2 separate regions of the Mus musculus genome follow, and region 1 is linked to region 2. Evidence: chromatin contacts called from public HiChIP or PLAC-seq data. All regions are on one chromosome and are shown on one strand. The core of a region is the stretch at or near the end of the contact, and the rest is flanking DNA. Distances in the headings are between cores, read along the strand shown.

Region 1 (2,953 bases), core at 182-2,681, 1.2 Mb after region 2:
TTAGGAGGGGCCTCTTCACTGACCACAGACCCCCAAGCTTTCCCTGGCTTTACAGATTCTCTCATCTCCCTAGACTCTGCCAAGTCCAGCTTCCTCAAGGGCGACCCCGCCCCAGCTTGGATCCACTTTCTCATTGACCACGCCTCTCCCCGTGGGGTCCCGCCCACCTGTCTGCAGTACTCCAGCACGCGCTGCGGGTCCAGAAGACAGCGTCGTGATCGCTGTGGGTCTGGTTCCCAGCGGCCGGTGCGCAGGTCCCGGTGAAGGGTTAGACGCCCACATAGTCCAGCCACTTGAGCCGACCCCGGAGCCTGGGAATGAAGGCAGATGGGGCAGTGAGGAGCCAGGGCAACGATGTCATCTGTGTTGTCTGGTTCTTTGCTCCCTAAAACCCAGATAGGGCTCCTGCCCCTATCTCTAGCACCAGCTCCTTCTAAGCACCTTCTGAGTGGAGAGACCGTTCCCCGGGAAACAAATCCCGTGGGGCTGGAGCGCCCCAGCTCTCCCGTTGCTATGGTGACCTGGGTCCCCACCCCCCCGCCCCGTTTCTCGCGGCCTTGTTGCTGAGAAGACAGGCTCCGCCCCCGCCCCAGCGGCTTGGGTCTGAAGCCTGAAGGGGTTAAACTTGAATCGTGTTGGGGGAGGCGGGGGGCGAACCCAGGCGTTCTGGCCCCTCCTCCCTCCATCCCCAGTTCAGGTTCCCACTGAGGGGGTGCAAAGACGACAGGGCCCAGCTTCCCAGCAGGCCTGCACATCAGACCTTTAAGGACTAGAGGAGCTATATCCGGATTGAGTAGTGGGTGGAGGCCCGGACTACTGGATGTTTGAGGGCAGGGGGTTCATGTGGGTCCAGATAATACAAGGGACCTGGGTTCTTAGAGCCAAGCGCCTACTGCCTGGTGCGTCCTACGCTTAGGTGGGCAGGTCTTGGGGCTTTGTCGTCTAGGGGTGCTCTGGATTTCTTGGACCAGAGGCTCTTGGAAAGAGCCAGGTCCGACGATGCGGGTGGGAGGGGGCAGGGACGTCAGACGATGGAGGAACCTAGGAAAATCTACAGTTCGGATCGCGTGGGGCAGGCCACCTGGCCAAAAGGACTGCGGTGGCCGTCCCGCGTCCAGGTCGAGGCCCGGTCCCGCCCCTTCCCCATCCCCAGGACCCGGCCGGGCCTCACCTCGGCCGCGCTGGGGCTCCCAACAGCCAGGTTCCCGACGGCGAGCTGCGCGCGCAGAAGCAGCAATGACAGTGGCAGCAACAGCGGCAGCGGCGGCGGTCGCCAGCGGCGACCCTGACCGCGAGCGGCGGGGCTGGTGGGCCCCATGTCCGGGCCTCGGGCCCTCACGTCCCCTGCGCTCCCGCCCGGCCCTACCCGGCCCCAGCGGTGACAGGAGCTCCCAGCGCCACCGCCGCCTCCTCCTCCCGCCGCCCCCGGGCTGCGCCGGCGCCGCCAGCCCCGCCCCGCGCCGGCCCCGCCTTCCCAGCCAGGACAATAGCGTGGCGGCTCTGCGCACTGAGAGGCTCCGGAACCCCGGGAGGGAGCCTGCTCCAAGTCCCAGCCCCTCAAGATTCCAGGTGTCACTGTCCGCGTGAAGACCGAGTCACTAGGTTCAGTCCTGGGCGTAGCCGTTTTCTGGACTTTCATCCTTGGCCTTCTCTTCTGGCAAACGCAGACACCCAGCATCAGCTTTGTCCTCCTCCAAGGATGCCAGAATCCATGGGGGTGGGGGTCTTCCATAAATCCCTCTCTTGAGGTCCCAGGAATATAGACCTCCGAATTTTCCCAGTCAAGAATTTAGGGAGTGTACTAGGAAAGCCTGTAATCCCGGCACCTGAGAGGAGGGGGCGGGAGGATAGGAGTTTGAAGCTAGCCTACCTACATGCAACCCAGTCTCAAAAGACAAAACACAGCTACAGCTAGGTAAATCTGCTCCCTTCCAGGCCTCTTCTGTCTCAGGACCGGAGGCCAAGTCTCCCACCCTTGCTTCCTCAAACCTAGGAAGCCTTCCTGCCCTGATTGCCAGGTGTCTGGATCTTCAAATACTCCCTCCAAAAATCCATGACTAAACCCTTTCTTTACAGATGACTCGGGTCAGGTGCTGGATACCATAGCCTTCCAAGACCAGCACCTGAGGACCACTGTGTGGAGTCCCCCATTCTCACCCTTTCTAAGGGCCACCTCAAGTCTTCTGCCTAAAGGGTTCACTGTTTTATCTTAAGTGAGTGTACAATATTCTAATCCCCCCCCCCGAAGCAGCCCAGATGTGTGTGTGTGTGTGTGTGTGTGTGTGTGTGTGCATCTGTATGGTGTGGACCTGCCCACATTTGTCTGTCTTTCTGCTTTGTGTGTGTGTGCATCTCTGTGGATGTGGGTGGGGTGAGGTAGTGGTGTATTATTAAAAGAGTTTAAAGTGGAATGGTGATGTGCACCTGTAATCCCAGAGGGCCTGAGGCAGCAAGATCAAGAGTTCCAGGCTAACTGCTGAGAGAAGGCTCAGTGATGAAAAGCACTGGCCGCTCTCTCAGAAGACCCGGGTTCAATTCCCAACACCCACACTGTCTATAACTCCAGTCTTAGGGGACCCATCCCTCTGTTCTGGTCTCAGGGACCAGGAATGTATATAGTATACAGTAACACATGCAGGCAAAACACCCACACAAGTAAAATAAAAATAACAGATCTTAAAATACAGAGAGAGAGAGAGAGAGAGAGAGAGAGAGAGAGAGAACCTACAGCAGTAAGCCAGTAGCAAGGGGCTAAGGAAGGACTTAGGACATCATCGCTACTGCCACCCAATGCATGAGAGGCGAGGGAGGACTAGATACAATACAACCTTTGTGGGCCTCTTCATTCATGGAAAACACCAGGAGACTCCTCCAAGTGAAAGAAAATTAAAATTCAAGGTCCATGACTCATGTGGCTTGTGTCAGTTAGTTAGGAGGGCCTTTGGGCCTAGGG
Region 2 (3,054 bases), core at 289-2,788:
GTGTTTTGTTTTTTGAAGTACTAAGGGTTGAACTCAGGATCTCACGCATGCTAGGCAAGTGTTCTACCACCGAGCTACACCTCAGCCCTCCTCACTTGAGCTGAAAGAGACCCTCACTACCAGTCCTTGGTGTGAAAAGGGCAAGAGAAAAAAAAAAAGAAAGAAAGAAAGAAGAGAAAAAAAAAAGAAAAGAAAAAAAAGAAAAAAGAAAAGAGCAAGAGGTTTTGCTGGAGGTAGTTAGGGGTAGGAGTCTCAACTTGGAGGATTTCAAGCGGGACAGCCAATCAGCCAATGGTTCTTCCTTGAGGACGCTCTGGGTTCGCGCCATTCTTACAGCCCGCTGTAGGAGCTGCTGATCCAGGAATCTGAGTCTAGAGTGGAAAACATTGGGAGAATCCCAACAACTCAGGGGAGGTGTAAAGATGGGTGGAGGAGCCCTGTGTTAGAGTAGGAAGTCCAGGAGAGGGGGGGAGGGGGGGACCTTCAGTCAGTCTGTTAGTCCCCGGACCAGGGATCTTGCTGGAGAGTGCCCAAAGCGGAAGGGATCCTAGAACCGGTCTCAGGTCAGGCTAAGGTCTCTTCCTAGAAGACAGACCTCCAGTAATGTTGCCCTGCTATTACTGACTAGCATGCATGAAGGCCTGAGTTCAACTCACAGTTCACTGGGGCACTGAGTTCAGGAGGAAGTTAAAGTGGGCTGTTCCAGAAAGGACCTATCTGGAGCCAGAAGACAAGGCTGGAAGAGATGGTGTGCCAGCCCTATTGTAACACAGCCCCCGAGGTTAGACACCCAAGGAAAGCCCTACCAAGGCCCTTGCCAATCATCTATGATAATCCTAGGATTAAGACAAGAGTGAGCCAGGCTGGTGACCCACACCTGTAATCCCAGCATTTAGGAGGCTGAGACAGGAGGATGAAATTCCAAGCCAACCTGCGCCTAAAGGTACATGCTATCTCAAAACCAAACAAAAAGGCACCAAAGGGGATGCTGTCTGAGAAAGTATTCCAAGGGAACTGGGGTGTGTAGTACGAGGGCTCTCCAAATGAGGCAGCTGTGGCCAGTGTGGGTCAGTTGGGAATGGAGGTTGTTCTGAGAGCACCAGGACGATTGGGATGAAGGTGTATGTTAAGGGGTCCGGACACTATCTGGGACTGGGTGATGGATAGCACTCACTTACCCACGGTGGTGACAAGCGTGCTGGCGAAGAAGAGCGCCGAGGCGAAGTCCCACGCAGGGTCCGAAGCGTTGGCAGCTCCCGAGGCGTTGGCGAGCGCTGCGCGCCCCAGCCGTCCGGCCGCCAGCACCCGCTCCACGAAGGCATCCAGGGCGTGAGCCGCCACGCACGGGCTGTGCTGTAGCAGCTGCTCCCGCAGGGTCCCCAGTTCTGCCCGCAGCCGGGCTTCGTGAGGCCGCTCCAGCCGCGCCACAAGCAGCGCGCCCAGCGCCAGGTACCCGGCGTAGGCGGCCAGGGCGCTAGCCAGGAGCGCGCCCCGCCGCATGGTGCCCGTACAGCCCCGACACCCGCTGACGTGGCCCCCGCCGGCCCACCGCCCGAGGTCCGCTTTTAGTTCCGGGAGCTCCAGGCGCGGCCACCGACGCCCCGAAGAGGAAGAGGAAAAGGAAAAAGGGGGAGGAGCGGGGCTGGCGGAACGCCCTGACGCTGGGAAACTGAGGCACGCCCAAACACCTGGTGTAGGTACAGGGACACCGGAGGGTGGAGTTCGACGCTCCGGGATCGGGGAGTCAAATGGGATGGGAAGGGCTGCGGAGTCCTTTCCTGCCTGAAGTTCCTTGCAACTCTCCTCCTCGCGACTCCTTAACTCAGATCTGAAACTCTCCTCCGAAGTGGGAGCTTTCTGTTTGTAACCTTTTTTTTTTTTTTTTTTTTTTTCTCGAGACAGGGTTTCTCTGTGTAGCCCTGGCTGTCCTGTCTCACTCTGTAGACCAGGATGGCCTGGAACTTAGAAATCTGCCTGCCTCTGCACTGTACCCAGTGTTTGCTTGAGGCACTAAGACGTGGGATAAGTTGTGGGTGGGTGGGAGGGGCCTACGATTTCGGAATAATTGACCAGGAGTCAGGGGGCATTGTTGGAAGACCTCTGTCTCAATAAATAAACAATACATTGCTTACTTTCATGGTGGCGCACCCCTTTTATCCAGCACTCAGGAGGCAGAGGCAGCTATATTTCTGAGTTCAAGCCAGCCTGTGTACATAGTAAGTTCCAGGGCTACATAGTAGGACACAGTCTCAAGAAACACAGAACACACACAAAAATGAGCAAATAAATTTCGGATGTGGTTGTGGTGGCTTGCACATAATAACCTTAACATTTGAGCAATAGACTGGGCCATCACCGGCTCCAGGCCAACCTGGGCTACCTAGTGAATACCTGTCTCAAAAGGTGTGGTGGAGTGGCTGGAGAGAATAGCTAAGAGTATTAGTTGCTTCTGCAGATGACCTGGATATAGATATGTATATAGATATGTATATATCTATATCCAGGGTAGGGACTCCCTTTTCCTGGAGGCTGAGATGTTCCTACGTACATTAGAAAAGTTAAAGGTAGAGCAGCAAAGCCCCGTCTCAAAACAAAACAAAAACCAACAACAAACTAGTAAGTAGCCTAGGGGGTGGCTCACTTCTTTAATCCCAGCACTTGGGAGGCAGAGACAGAGGCAGATGGATCGCTCTGTGAGGGAAGCTTGCTCTACAGAGGGAGTTCCAGGTCAGCCAGGGTGACAAAGTGAGACATTGTCTCAATAGTAAATTAATAGGTAAAACTGAAAGCAGGGTTTCCCTTATTTTTCTCCTGTAGGTCCCCTCACGTCCCTCTATGACGTGGACTCAGTGCTCTCCTTACTGCTGTGTGGAGGGCAGACCAGAATCCTCCCACAACCAGACCGCAGCTCTGATACACGCAACAAGCTCTATTTATAAAACTGTGGTAATTCTTGGGACAGAGCCCAATTTAGGGCTGGCAGTCTGTAGGAAGAGATGCCTGATAATAAAAACCAGCAACAATAGCTACAATGTCCCTGGACTTAGTCAGGCG

Evidence for each region. HiChIP or PLAC-seq counts read pairs in DNA pulled down with a chosen protein or histone mark.
Region 1: an HNF4G HiChIP or PLAC-seq map of pancreatic cancer cells shows a contact between it and region 2. The contact joins the promoter of Aplp1 here to the promoter of Kcnk6 in region 2. A contact is called at or near these places in 1 of 39 promoter capture datasets (embryonic stem cells) and 1 of 115 datasets of contacts at active chromatin or transcription factors (pancreatic cancer cells).

Annotation. Positions count from the first base shown.
Region 1 is chr7:30,444,151-30,447,103 of GRCm38.p6, forward strand. Aplp1 (amyloid beta (A4) precursor-like protein 1) reads right to left here and starts at 1,432. Exons shown (of 17, transcript NM_007467.3): 1 at 1,172-1,432; 2 at 168-311. The coding sequence starts at 1,318.
Region 2 is chr7:29,230,984-29,234,037 of GRCm38.p6, forward strand. Kcnk6 (potassium inwardly-rectifying channel, subfamily K, member 6) reads right to left here and starts at 1,539. Exons shown (of 3, transcript NM_001033525.3): 1 at 1,179-1,539. The coding sequence starts at 1,500.